Regions from separate parts of the Gossypium hirsutum genome. Here region 2 is linked to region 1. A link is a contact called in public Hi-C data. All regions are on one chromosome and are shown on one strand. The core of a region is the stretch at or near the end of the contact, and the rest is flanking DNA. Distances in the headings are between cores, read along the strand shown. Region 1 holds the start of LOC107934549. Region 2 holds the start of LOC107934554.

Region 1 (6,625 bases), core at 2,359-4,858:
ATTTTATTTAATTAAAAATTAGTCTTTTTTTATTTTAATTTATCAATATTTGAACACATATTTTATGAAAATTGAGAAACTAGTCCAATTGTTGGTAAACATGTAAACTTAAAATGTTGATTTTTGTTAATTTTGACAATTTAAAGTAAATGGACTATTTTTATTTTGTAGAAGGATGAAAGTAAGAATTAGACAAATTATTTAAATCTATTTATTGAATGAAAAATAATTTATTTTTAAATCATTTCAAATTTTACTTGGGGAATAAAGCCAGGGGCAGACAGCCGCTTTGAGCCCTGGTCTAATGGGAAATTTTAGTAAGTAAACCCTTTAAAATTTTGATAATTCATTTTAAGCCTTCTAGTTATTGAAATAATTATAATTTTGGTTTTTTATAAAAAAGAATTCGATACAATATAATCTCAATCTCATACGTTCACATAACTACTACATAAACACATTCTGTAGATCACTCTCACGACTTTAAAGATATGATAAAACAGATCAAAAAACACGAAATGTTAATGTTGATCCCATTATAAAAATTAATAGTAATAAAATTTATAATCTCATCTTAAAATTTTTTAATTCCATCTCACTTCTCTTGACAAAATTTGCTCATGTGGTATATAAACTAATTAATTTATTTAAGAATAAATTAAGAAATATAGAAAAAAAACTTATTGTGTACGAGATTTTAATTAATTAAAAAGGTTAACTATATGTCAATATACAATTCAATTATAATAGTTAATTAATATTAAAAATTATTTTCATAATATAAATATTTATCAATGTTGTACTTATATTATTAAGTTTAAATTAATTAATTTTTAAGGATAAATTATAAAAATAGTCACTTTTGTTTGTCTCATATTATATTTTAGTCACTTACATTTGAAATGTTACGTTTTAGCCACTTACGTTATCGTTTTGTTATGGAGTGATTACTCTACCATTAAACTCCATTACCTCTCTAATGGCGATCCTACATGGCAATCCAAACGGGCATTTCCTACGTGGAATATCCAAATTAGCATTTAAAACTCATTTGGATTGCCATGTAGGACCACCATTAGGGAGGTAATAGAGCTTAACGGTAGAATGATCACTTTGTAACAAAACCATAACGTAAGTGACTAAAATGTAGCATTTCAAACATAAATGACTAAAATGTAATCTGAGGCAAACAAAGATGAATATTTTTGTAATTTACCTTTTTTTAAAGAAAAAAAAATGGTAGGGAGGATTCTTCAAGAGCAGTAGGAGTGAAAAAGCTGGAATTCAATTTTGATATTAAAGAAAAGACAATGAAACCATCAACCATGTGTATCTGCAGCTAATTACGAAACTCAATCTTCATTTTCAAGCTAAACCCCACCAGTTTCACTTCCTCCCTTGCTTCTATCCAATTTGTCTTCACATCCTTCCAACCATGGTTCCAATTTAGATTCTTTTATCACCCTTAAAATCATTGTAATCTTCAGACACGAACAATATACTCTCACCGGACACTTCGCCATCCGTTTCGACCTTCCGTTCTTCTCCATGGAGTTCATCCGCCGGTTGACATTGAACCGGCATCTGGGACTCGGTTTCTATCGGTTCCTTCGACTCCAGTTGTGGCCACTGAAAATTATCAGGTATTGAACCAATGCTGGCAGATCCAACCCGTATCATCGGAGCAGGACACCGAACCGCGGGTTCTATCGGTTCCTTCGACTCGAGCTGCGGCCATCTAAAACCGCTCGCCTTCTCTCTTGCAGACTTGATCATGGTCGAAAAATAATTACTTCCATCTTGCTGCACGTCTTCAGAACCATAAACCCAAGCCATTGGTCCCCAAGACATGGTTCTTCTCATCGTAAAGCTCGAATCGGTACTGTCGATCAATCCACGTTTCAGTTGTTTCGCCGATATTAAAGTTAATGAATCCGTGATGTCCTTGATCATCTCATCGGCGATTGGGAAGCCGCATTGCTTCATGGAGCTGACCATGGTGATTGAATCTTCCAAGTCTTGGGTGTGCAAAGTGGCTTGGCGGGACTTATCGGCGAGCCGGTTGCTGAGGTTAAGGAGGTTGGGAACGGCGTCCCGTGTGTGCTTTTGAACGTAGGAAAGACCCAACGACGGTTCGTTGGCGATGTACTTGATCATCTCTGCCAAGGATTCGGTTATCTCCACGAAGCCGTCCACGGTGGAGAATCCATTCATCTTGTTGAGGATGAACCACGGTTCATCACTGCTTTGTCAAAAATCTCGAGAATGGGGAAATGCATATCAAAGTTTGGCATTGGAAATGTTAATATAAATTTGGCGTTGGAAATGTTAATTATCATTTTTTAGAAAGATAATACCTTCAAGAAATCTTCCTAGTCTTCTTTAAATTTTTTTTTTTTAGAAATATGTGATTACTTGAAATTTAGTTTTTTATTTTATTTTTTAAATTTCAAAAATTCAAATTCGACTATTAACACTAATTTTGTTAAAATTATTAGTGTGACAATTTAAAGTATAAAAAAATTCACTTAGTAACAATATAATTAAAAAAAATTGATACTGTAAAAATAGTCACTTATTTACTATTAAGTTCCATTAGCTCCCTAACGGTGATAGTATGTAACAACCCAAATTAAATTTATTAATTAAAAATCTATCTTCATCCCAACAACTGAACATTCAAGTTAGCATTTTGACTATCACATAAGACTATCTTTAAAGAGATAAGAGAGTTTAATAATAGATTGACGACATCGTAACAAAACAAGAGTGATTCGATTATATATAATCCAAGACAAACAAGAGGTTTGAATTTTATTTTAATTTTAGAGATTTCTTAACAAATATATGTTAACTTAAGCGAATTTCTTATAAATTGTTTGGTGATTCGGTTCGTAACATAACAATATAAAACTAAAAATATTCTGTTAAATTAAATCGTAATTCGGTTCATAACTTATGTCATTCTATTTAAATTTAATTTGATTAATGTTTATATATCCAATAATTAGTAACAACTATAGATACTCTCGTGAGTTAATGGATTTTGATTGTAAAACCAACAGCACCACGATAATTTTCAGATTAATTCCTATACCAGTTCATCGCTTCAGAACCCTAATTCATATTCTTCCCGAAAGGGTCTTAAACTCCTACGGATTCTTCTTTCTGGGAAAAAAAAACTTTCAATTTATACCAAATCATTCCCACACAATTTTTTCCGGGAAAAAAATTACAAAGCAGAAAGATTTTGACATGTACGGTTTAATTCCATACAGTTTACAATTTGTTCCTTTTAAGCAATTCATTCCTCAAAAAAAAAAACTCAGAAAAATAAGCATAAATTCTTCAAATTCATTCATAATCATAACCAGCCATCTTCGATATAAACCAAGAAAAATAGCAAAAAACCAGAAAATCAAAATGCGATATAGACTTTGATCTGTTCGATTGGAAAACGAGAGGGAAAATGACTTACCAAAAATCCCGCAAGTGGAACGGTTACATTTGCGTAAGAAGAAGAAAATCTTCCAAGTTGATCAGAAATAGAAAGATTCAAAATCTTCAAACTTGAGCATAAATTTGTTTTCATATATAGTAGTAGTAATAAGTTTGTTACAAATAAACTAATTAGTGGATTGCTCCCAACAAAAACCTAATTAGTGGATTCCCACACAAAAGGGAAATTTTGTTTTATAGCTTTGTTTTGGTCTAATTTTAAATTCAATCCCTCTATTTTATAAAATTAAAAATTTAATCACTTTTATTTTAATTTATTAAAATTTGATCTCGTACTAAAACTAGCTGATCAAATATCAATGGTTCTTGTAAAATTTAAATCTGCAAATTTGTTTAAATAATATTTTTAAAAAGAAAAAAAAGTGTAATGGATTCAGATATTCTAATTAGAATTCATTACCAAAAAGGGCAAAACGGATTTAGATATCCATTACCGCAAAAATAAAGTGGATTTGGATAATGAATCGACATAATCCATTGCAATCTATTGAAAATTGAGAAATCGGTCCAATCAAGTAGCACTACTAAACCATGACTTAGATTACTGAGTTAAAAATTAACTGTTTATCAATTTATAATATATGGAATCAGCAGAAATCATCTGTTCAAGTTCATTTATTTACCTAGAAATGGACTAATTTCTCAACTTCCATAAAATACGAGGATTGAATTATGATAAATTAAAAAAAATAAAGAGACTAACTTCTAAGTTTTCATAAAGTAATGGATGAAATTTATAATTTTACCATATCTTATTTTTGGAATTTTCTCTTCAAATACATCACTGTCTACACTTTACGAGTCATTGTATGGTGAGTCGTTTTCGGATCTCATATTGACATCAGAATAGACCATCCTTATCCACAGACCAGAAAATTTAGGATCTCATTTTGTTGGAAATAAAATATTTTTATATTATCTATTTTAAAATTAGAGTTATCAGTGGGTTCCAGAGGTGAATTTAGAGGGATAACATGCGCCGGCCACTTTAAAATACAAAATTACTATTTACATCATTTGTTTTTTTTAAATTTTAAATTAATAAAAATAAAATTATACTTTAACCCTTTAAAATTATAAAATTTGATTTGATCATTTAAAAATTATAAATATATAAATTATAAAAATTAAAATTTCATTACACCCCTTAAAAATTTATTCTGGTTTCGCCCCTGATGGGCTAGGCTAGGTTCTGACCAAAATGTTAGGTCCGTTTACTAGACTTGGTCCGATCTAAAAAAAGGTTTAAATTTTTATCTAAGCTCAACTCGGTTCAGCCGTATTAAATTTTTTATATTATTTTAAAAAATATAATATATTAAAAATACTAAAAATATTAAAATAAATGTTTCCTAACAAATTAAAAATAAATAAAAAATATGTATACTTAAATAAGACTAAGATAAGTACAAAATTAACAATAAAACAAAAGTTATATAATATCCAAATAATAACAACCAAATAGTGGTAATATAATAATAGAATGGTAACAAAATAGTAAGAAAACAAAATATAAAAGTAAAACAACAAGAAATTGCAAAAAAATAGTAATTTTTTCAAATTTGGGTCAGGTTAAGCTTAGGCTAAAAAAAGCATTACCCAAGACCTGACCAATTTAAAATCACTCAAGCTCATTTTTTAAATTTATATTTTAAACTCCCCTATTTTTAGAGTGGGCTTACAAGCCGGACTGAATAACCGGACTTATAAATAAATCTATTTAAAATATCTAATTATTAAATTAACTAGATTTGTTTATTTTGAATAAAATATTTCTAAAAAAATTTCTACCTTCTTCAATGTTTGTTTCTAAAAAAGGTAAGTTCGGCTGAAATATAATTATTTGAAAGAAAATGGCATATGGGCCTATGGTTGGTCAAAGCCTATATTGACTTATGACAGAAAAGTCCTTATAGCGCTAACAAAGCTAGTTTGTTTAGTAGTAGCTTGCCTAGTAGTTAGTTAGTGGCACACATCTGTAATCAACTCAAAGAACCAGGGTTAAAGACGGAAACCGAGTAAAACAAAATTCTTCGAAAGGAAGTAAACTAAGGATAATCTCTAGAATACACAGGGGAAAACCAGGTGACACGTGCCAGCTGTCTCCTGGCGACGAAACATCATTCAAAACAACTCAGTATCCGACACGTGTCTTTTTTATAATCTTTTAAAACAAATTCAAATTAATGAAAATAAAAGGTGCAATAAATATCTCCCGGAAAAGTATTAAATATCATCCTCAGTTCTCAGAGTGTCAAAGATCTTTCCTGCTCTCCAAGATTTCACTTTCAAGAAAAACGTTCACGAAAGCAAAAAAAAAAATTCCTTAAATTCATCAAAACCCAGTTTAAAACTAAGCTTTGTTCATTGTTTTTCGTTCGTTTTTGTTCTCTCTCTTTTTGAGCTTGTTTGTTTTGGTTATCCCCTGTTATTGTTTCTGGAGATTTCTGGGGTTTTCTCGTTTGAAATTTTTGGGAAATTTTGGTATGGGTTTTAAGGATAATCAAAACCCGGAGATGGGTTCGTCTTTGTTTCCGGTTTCTTCACGTAAAAGGAAGAGACGGGACGGGTTATCAGTGGCGGATACTTTGAAGTTATGGAGTGAGAACTCGGAGGCCAAACAATCACGTAAAGCGCCGGCGAAGGGTTCCAAGAAAGGGTGCATGAAGGGTAAAGGCGGGCCGCAGAACCAGAACTGTAACTACAGAGGCGTACGGCAGCGTACATGGGGTAAGTGGGTAGCGGAAATCCGCGCTCCGAATAAAGGGAAACGTCTCTGGCTCGGCACTTTCCCTACTGCCGTCGAAGCTGCTTCGGCTTACGACGAAGCCGCCAAAGCCATGTACGGTGCCAAAGCGATCCTTAACATGCCTCAGGGTTCCGATTCGGACTCAGTCGCCACTCCTTCACATGGGTTTTCTCAGGCTACAACTACAACAACGGCCACTTGCGGTGGCTCTGAGTCCGCTATGGATGGTCCTGTTGATTCTGAAGCGCCGTCGACAAGTGGTGCAATGGATATGAAAGGTGAAGGTGGTGAGGTTAATAGAAGAGGGGATGATACAGATTATAGCTGGCTTGAAGGATTGGAATCGTTGCAGTTCTT
Region 2 (6,625 bases), core at 3,003-5,502, 210 kb before region 1:
TGTTATTGCAGGTATATTTGCTCATCTGGGGAAAAAGAGTTCAGATCTGTCCTGGATCTGTTTGAGGATTATTTAAAGGCATGGGTACGTAGACATTGCAAGTTTAAAAGTATGGTTTCTGCAGGTCAATTTTATTTAGAGCTACAATTATGAATGCTTAGAAGATTCACTCTTGTCGATTTCATGTGCTTTAAATAAATTCATATCGTATGTTTTATTTATTTGTTTAGTCTACAAACTTATAAAGAAGTAAGTTTACTTTTCCAGGACAAAATAAATCCAGGATCTCCCAAGCCACGATTATTCACTGTTGGTCGACTCGATGTTGCTACTACTGGCTTAATTATTGTGACCAATGATGGTAAGCATTTTGCAGCATATATTGCCACCCTTAAGCTTGATTACTGAGTCTTACCTACCATAAAATTTTAAGCCAACATCTGAAGCCATTTCACCTTTTCAATTTGTTGTCTGTTTTAGGAGATTTTGCTCAAAAGCTTTCGCATCCTTCATCAAACTTAACTAAAGAGTAAGATTCTCCATAATTTATTCTCTTTTTGTGATGGGGATTATGAACATAACTGTCGTCAAGGAGTGGTTCCTCTAGTCTGAAGTTTGATATTATTGTCAGAGATTAGTTACATTGGATACTATGTCTCTAAAGATGGTTGTGTCTAAAATTGAATAGCAGTGGCTTGATATTTTAAATGCCTACTTCTTTTGGTATTGTCATTCTCACACAAATGCATGCATATATATATATGTATATTGACTTATGCTCTATTCCTTGCCACAATTTAAGAACAGATACATTGCAACAATTGATGGTGAAGTAAGGAAGCGGCACTTAATTGCCATCAGTGAAGGGACAGAAATTGAAGGTGTACTTTGTGTCCCTGATTCTGTGGAATTACTCCCAACGCAGCCAGATTTGTCTAGACCTCGCATTCGTATTGTGGTACTGATTTTCTCAACATGCAGTTTTGAAAATGCCAGTATCTGATGAATTTAAATTAGTTTGTAACTTTAGATAATTTAAATGATTTTGATATTGGATTCTATGTAGTAAAACGTCTAGTATTCAAAGAAGCATTGATTTGATTGATATGACTGTTTAAATATAACAGTCTTATGTTCTATTATAATTTAGTGAAAGATGATTGCTGCCTAAGATTGGTGGACTTATTTTGCTAATTCCCCCCGTGCTGAAACTGGATTTGCAGGTTCATGAAGGTAGGAATCATGAAGTCCGTGAACTTGTGAAAAATGCTGGGCTTGAGGTCAGTTTTTCTTACAAGACATTCACTCATGTAATAAAAATGGCTTACTTTTTGTGCTAGCCATAACAAGAATGTAAAATCGTTTCACGAGGATGTAGTTGGTATTATGAAATTAATGATGCTTTGGCATGATATTTTTAACAAATTATATTTGATCTATTTCATTCAAGTTTCTCTGGCTACTTCATTAGTTTCTTCAATTCTATCTTTAACTTAATTACTTATTAAAATGGTTTCTAAAGCTATTGATGCTTTTTCCAGATTCATTCATTGAAGCGTGTTCGCATAGGTGGTTTCAGACTTCCAGCAGATCTCGGGTACTATTTCTGATAATTCCACTTTTGTGATTAACTTTTTAGGGTTCCTTTTTATTTTCCTCTTTTTTCCTTTTTTTTCTTCCTTTACATAATCAACTCTCTGAAGAGTGAGCTTGATCACATGGATACAATTTGATAGTAGCAAATCAAGCTAAGTATTGAACTGATAACTATCAATTATACAAAGGCAAAGCTTAGCTCAGTTAGTTCCGATAGCCATCCTTAGGAGATGGTATTTAGAAGTTTTAAAGTTCTAATCTTAGCATTTGGAACCCGTTCATCTAAGCTTATACGGATACCTTATTTGTACCAAAAATAACCATCACAGTGCTCTAACCTTGAGCTAATTTTCCTGCTGTTTATTCAACCATCTTAGACTACTACTTGCAACTATAAGGAATTTCATTAGAGCTCCATAGTTTCCTTTTTGACATACTAACAAAGCAACTGTTTTCCTTTGGCCTGTCTCATAGTGTAATGTAAACCATGTTCACTTTTTGAAGTTTAATATACTAATGTTTAATGTGACAATTTGTTCTTCTTCCCAATTGGTCGCCTTTGATGTACCATGTATTTAGTAAGATTTTATCAGGTTTTGCCTGCTATAGCCGGCTGCAGTTTGCATATGGATTATCGTGTAAATTAAAATATAATTTAGCTACAAATACTCATAATAGATTAAGGTGAATGTGTTAATCACGTGCAGGTTAGGGAAGCATATCGAGCTAAAACAGAGCGACCTTCGGACAATGGGTTGGAAGAGTTAAAGAAGTTTTTGCTTTATCGGGAGACTGTTGGAAGAGTCATAGAAGTCACTGCATCATTGGAAGCATCTGCATTTCGCTTGGGTCTCCCATGCTGGGAGAGGCTTCAATCAGATATTACACATCCCTTGTGTCGCGGATTTGTCTAGAGCATCGAAAATGATCCCTTAATGGCAACAGTATAAGGGACTTAATGTCATTTCTCATCGAAATGGATAAATGTTGCCAGAAAATCCCCGTCCCTTGTTTGGAAAAGCCATAATTCTCGAATTACAACTGTGTTAAAATCATTTATTCATAGATGGAAGCCCCCAGTAGATTCTTTTCCATCCGCTTCAGTATTTCTTTTATCTTCCATGTCCAAGTTACTCTTTTTAGGAGCAATTATTTTTCAACTCAGGATAATAAATGCCAAAAATTAAAGCCCATCCAGTAATGAGTTACTGCTCCTCTTTCCCACAAATGAATAAACGGCACCAAAACAGCAGCAAGAAGCAGTAGTGGTTTTTTTTTTTTGGCAAATTGAGGTCTGGTTGGGTCAAAAGAGTTTACCAAAGACTCGATCTGTTTAAAAATTAAGTCTCGTTTTTTTATCTAAACTTATTTTGAGTTTATATTTTTGTCCAAATTGTTTTAGAGTAGATTTTCAGGCTGGACTGGATGTCTAGACCCATAATCGAGTTTAATTGACAAGATTTTAATCAATAATATTAACTCAGCTAGCAAGTTTATAATTAGATAAAACTACGTAAAGAAATGAAAACTATTTTAGTTGCAAGCCTGGTGATGGTACAGCCAAAATAAAACATAAACAATGATGTTGCAAGTCTGGTGACGGTACAGCCAAAATAAAACATAAACAATGATTTATCCACATTAAAAAAGAAAGATTCTGAGATTTCATATTATATTTCCATAGGATGATGTCTTGGAGGTGGATTTTGTCTTGCACTAACACAACAAAAAGTTCATAGGGACACTGGATTAAATTATGAAATCAGAATAGGACAAAATATTACATGCTTTCACTAAAACATAGGCACTTTTATCTAAATAATATAATACAAAATTAAGTTACAGAATGATATGAATTGAAAATTATTTATTGAAATAATAGGGTTTTTCATAATAAAAATGGACCAAAAAAATAAAATAGAAAAGCATATTTAATATCAAGTGAAAAATAAAATTTTATCTATTTACTTACTTATGTGTTGTTTTAAATTATCAAAACAAATAAAATTATAAAATAAATACTTTTATGAATGAAAAAAATTACTTTTTAAATAGTGTTATAAGAAATTAATAACAATCATAGATAGTGATGTGATGATTGTTCATTTCATTCCTTTCTATAAAGTTGGAGGTTCAATTCTTGAACACTATTAATCTCATCATAATGAATTTTTGGGTTTTTGTATACCTATATGATCATTTGGTACTTGCTTATCTATTTACTATTATGAATTGGGCAATATTTTTTTTTTGATCCAAGCTCGACTCAGAATATTATGTTATGAAATAATATTATATTAATTATATATGTTAAATAATAATTATATAAATTTATATTTATAGTAAATCACTAATCCAATAACAATTAAACTTACTGCTTAAGACTTAAAAAAACTTATCTAACTAAATAACTAACCTAAAATATAAAATATAAAATTTTATATTCAATCCAGTAAAATATTTATTTGTGTTTTTTATATAATAAAATATTTATTATATTTATGATAATTTTTTTAATATAAATACTTTTTGATATATTTTTAATATGTTAAAAAATTTTTATTTAAAATTTTTAATACATTTAGTATTTTATAATTTTTTATAAAAATTAATTTAATAAAATGGATATAAACGGATCAGATCAGATCCAAATTTAATTTTCTTAAATCAGGCCAAAAAAAAACCAAACTCATTTTTGCGGCTGAGCCAGGGTGTAAATAGCTAGCCCGGCCCCGCCATGATTACTTAGGATACCTATATATATTAGAGGGTTTGCGCTTTACAAAAACCCTACTTGTTCCATCTCTCTTTTCTCTCTTTTCTGCGAGGTACTGGGACATTGAATTCCAAAGTCAACATGGAAGCTAGGGTTTATCTCCGTCGAGTATGGGTAATTTTCTTTTCTTTCGTAAACTAATCAAAAGCAGATGTCAACTCTTTTCTTCCCATTGTTAAAACTAAAAGCAAGAGGTGGTGGCAAAACCTCCTCTCCTCTCTCTCTCTCTCTCTTTTTAAATACATTCAAAGTATTATTGTTGGTTTCTTCTCTGTTTCTATTTTTGTTTTTGGCAATAGCCATTGTATTTTACGTTTGTACTTGTATTTGATTTATTGTTAAAAAAGGCCTATGTTAACATATATACAAAATGAAAAAAAAATCGATTCAATTAGATCGGTTCTGCCAACTAAAGTTGGTCGATTCGATTTTTATAGATTAATATTGGTTAAATTCAAATAATCTAAATCCAGTTTTTACTCAGGTATACCGATCATATCGAAAGGTGGCAGAGACACCGGTTCAGGCCGGTTCAGTGATTCGGTCTTGAAAATCAGTCAGCATTCAATTTTTTCTTTTCTAGGTTAGGGTTTTAAAAAAAAGTTTTTGGGTTAGGGTTTACTTTAGGGATTACTGGGAGCATGGGTTTAGTTCGGGCTTTATTGTTTAAGGTAATTGGACTTAGAGAGCCCAAAGTATATACAGCAAAATACATCTGGTTTTCTGTGTTTTTGTATGATGGAGCCTCCGTTGCCTTTTCACTTGCTGTTTTAGGACCTTCTTCGCTTGCTTTGGGTATGACCTTGCCTGAACAGAAAAAGAAAGAATCTATTATTACTCTGTCTCAGATCTAACCCTGTTTTTTTCCCCTTCATTTGTTTTCCCATAAACATATTTTATTTCTAGGATTTAATTTAGGAATTACTGGGAACATGGACTTCTCTTTCTTTTTCGGTTTACAGTCCAGTTTTCTTTCCTTTTAATTAAAGATTGGAGTGGCAAGGGTTAAGGAAATCAAAGTTGTATTATTTTGTTCGAGATCATTTTTAGGTTTTTATTTTTCTAAAAATATTCTGAAAAAGATTTGTTGAGAGGTCAAATTTTGACGAGGCTGTCTAGCTTGAGCAAATCTCAAATCAGTTTCTTCATAAATTTCGCTTTGTGATCCCTTTCTACTTTGATTTTAACTTGCTTGGTTTTCAATTCTCCATCACTTGTTGCAGTTTCAATTTAGTTTTCTGCTGATATGGATCCTAGCAGTACAAGGAGCTAGCCAGACCCAGACCCAGACCCCATCATTACAGTACGGGGCAATCGTGAGGGGCAATAAGAATGATCCTTCGTCTATGTCCAGGTCCCCTTCACCTGCGAACGGCCTCGGACGGAGCTGCAACGTTGTTGACCTATGTAGGCAAATAATTCTGAGCCTGACTGACATCAAGTGGGTACAATGAAAACCCAGGTTTATTTTTCTTTGGTTTTTCGTTTCAATTTTATTCCCTGATGTTAGAGAATATCGATCCAGAGGGACTCGAGTTGAGACTGTTGTTAATGTTACGATGAGGGAGGGAACTTTGAACGGCAGCGTGGCGGGCTTGGAGGCATTGGCTGCCGGGGCTACTCATTGGTTTTATAACAAAACCCACTCCACTGGTCAATTAAACTTCACAATGGACCCAATTTCCAATGCCGTAAATGCATCGACAATGCTAGACTTAGAGGTAAAATTTCCCTCTCTCTCAAGCATGAGATTTACTTTTCAATACAATGATTTTAGTATTATTGCCCATTTGAGTCCCCTCTGTAGTCAATTTTCATTCAATAAAATTGTTAACAACTCATAAAGGTTAGGGAGTTCTTGAAATTGTTACTGCTTACATCTGTTAACAAACTCTGTTTGAAGGCAAACAATTCACTAAAGCAAGTTTTTTTTTTGGTTTCATCTAAGCATCTGTTTCTCAATGATTTTGAGATTTTAAGAGTCTGAGCTTTGTTGCAGGCTGTTTCTCGAGGCATTGTTCATGCGAAACCGGACATGTTAGGATTTTAATTTAATCTTAAGTTCTTTTAAGTAAAATTGGTATACAACTATTAGGATATGGAGTTTTTAATTTCCCTTATTTATAGGTATGCACCAACCTCTACTAATGACTCGGACATAGCTCCTCGGGTCGCCGGTTATTTTGTGACAAAAGGTATTTTCGAGTCACTTTGTTTCGGTCAAATTTGAGATTTAATATTTATGCTTAAATG

Evidence for each region. Hi-C and Micro-C count contacts between places; a contact is called where the count stands out from the background.
Region 2: a contact with region 1 is called in a Hi-C map of leaf, with 2.1 times the contacts expected there. The contact joins the promoter of LOC107934554 here to the promoter of LOC107934549 in region 1. A contact is called at or near these places in 4 of 34 Hi-C or Micro-C datasets (callus and leaf).

Annotation. Positions count from the first base shown.
Region 1 is chrA10:110,445,533-110,452,157 of Gossypium_hirsutum_v2.1, reverse strand. It overlaps LOC107934549, which reads right to left and starts at 3,608. Exons shown (of 2, transcript XM_016867000.2): 1 at 3,479-3,608; 2 at 1,270-2,258. The coding sequence starts at 2,214. The coding sequence ends at 1,447. LOC107934545 (dehydration-responsive element-binding protein 2A) reads left to right here and starts at 5,761. Exons shown (of 1, transcript XM_016866997.2): 1 at 5,761-6,625. The coding sequence starts at 6,006.
Region 2 is chrA10:110,652,906-110,659,530 of Gossypium_hirsutum_v2.1, reverse strand. LOC107934554 reads left to right here and starts at 4,252. Exons shown (of 6, transcript XM_016867008.2): 1 at 4,252-4,486; 2 at 5,596-5,813; 3 at 5,898-6,093; 4 at 6,372-6,409; 5 at 6,500-6,567. The coding sequence starts at 4,454. It overlaps LOC107934529 (putative ribosomal large subunit pseudouridine synthase SVR1, chloroplastic), which reads left to right. Exons shown (of 10, transcript XM_016866978.2): 4 at 12-84; 5 at 268-361; 6 at 481-529; 7 at 808-958; 8 at 1,224-1,280; 9 at 1,542-1,597; 10 at 2,304-2,690. The coding sequence ends at 2,364.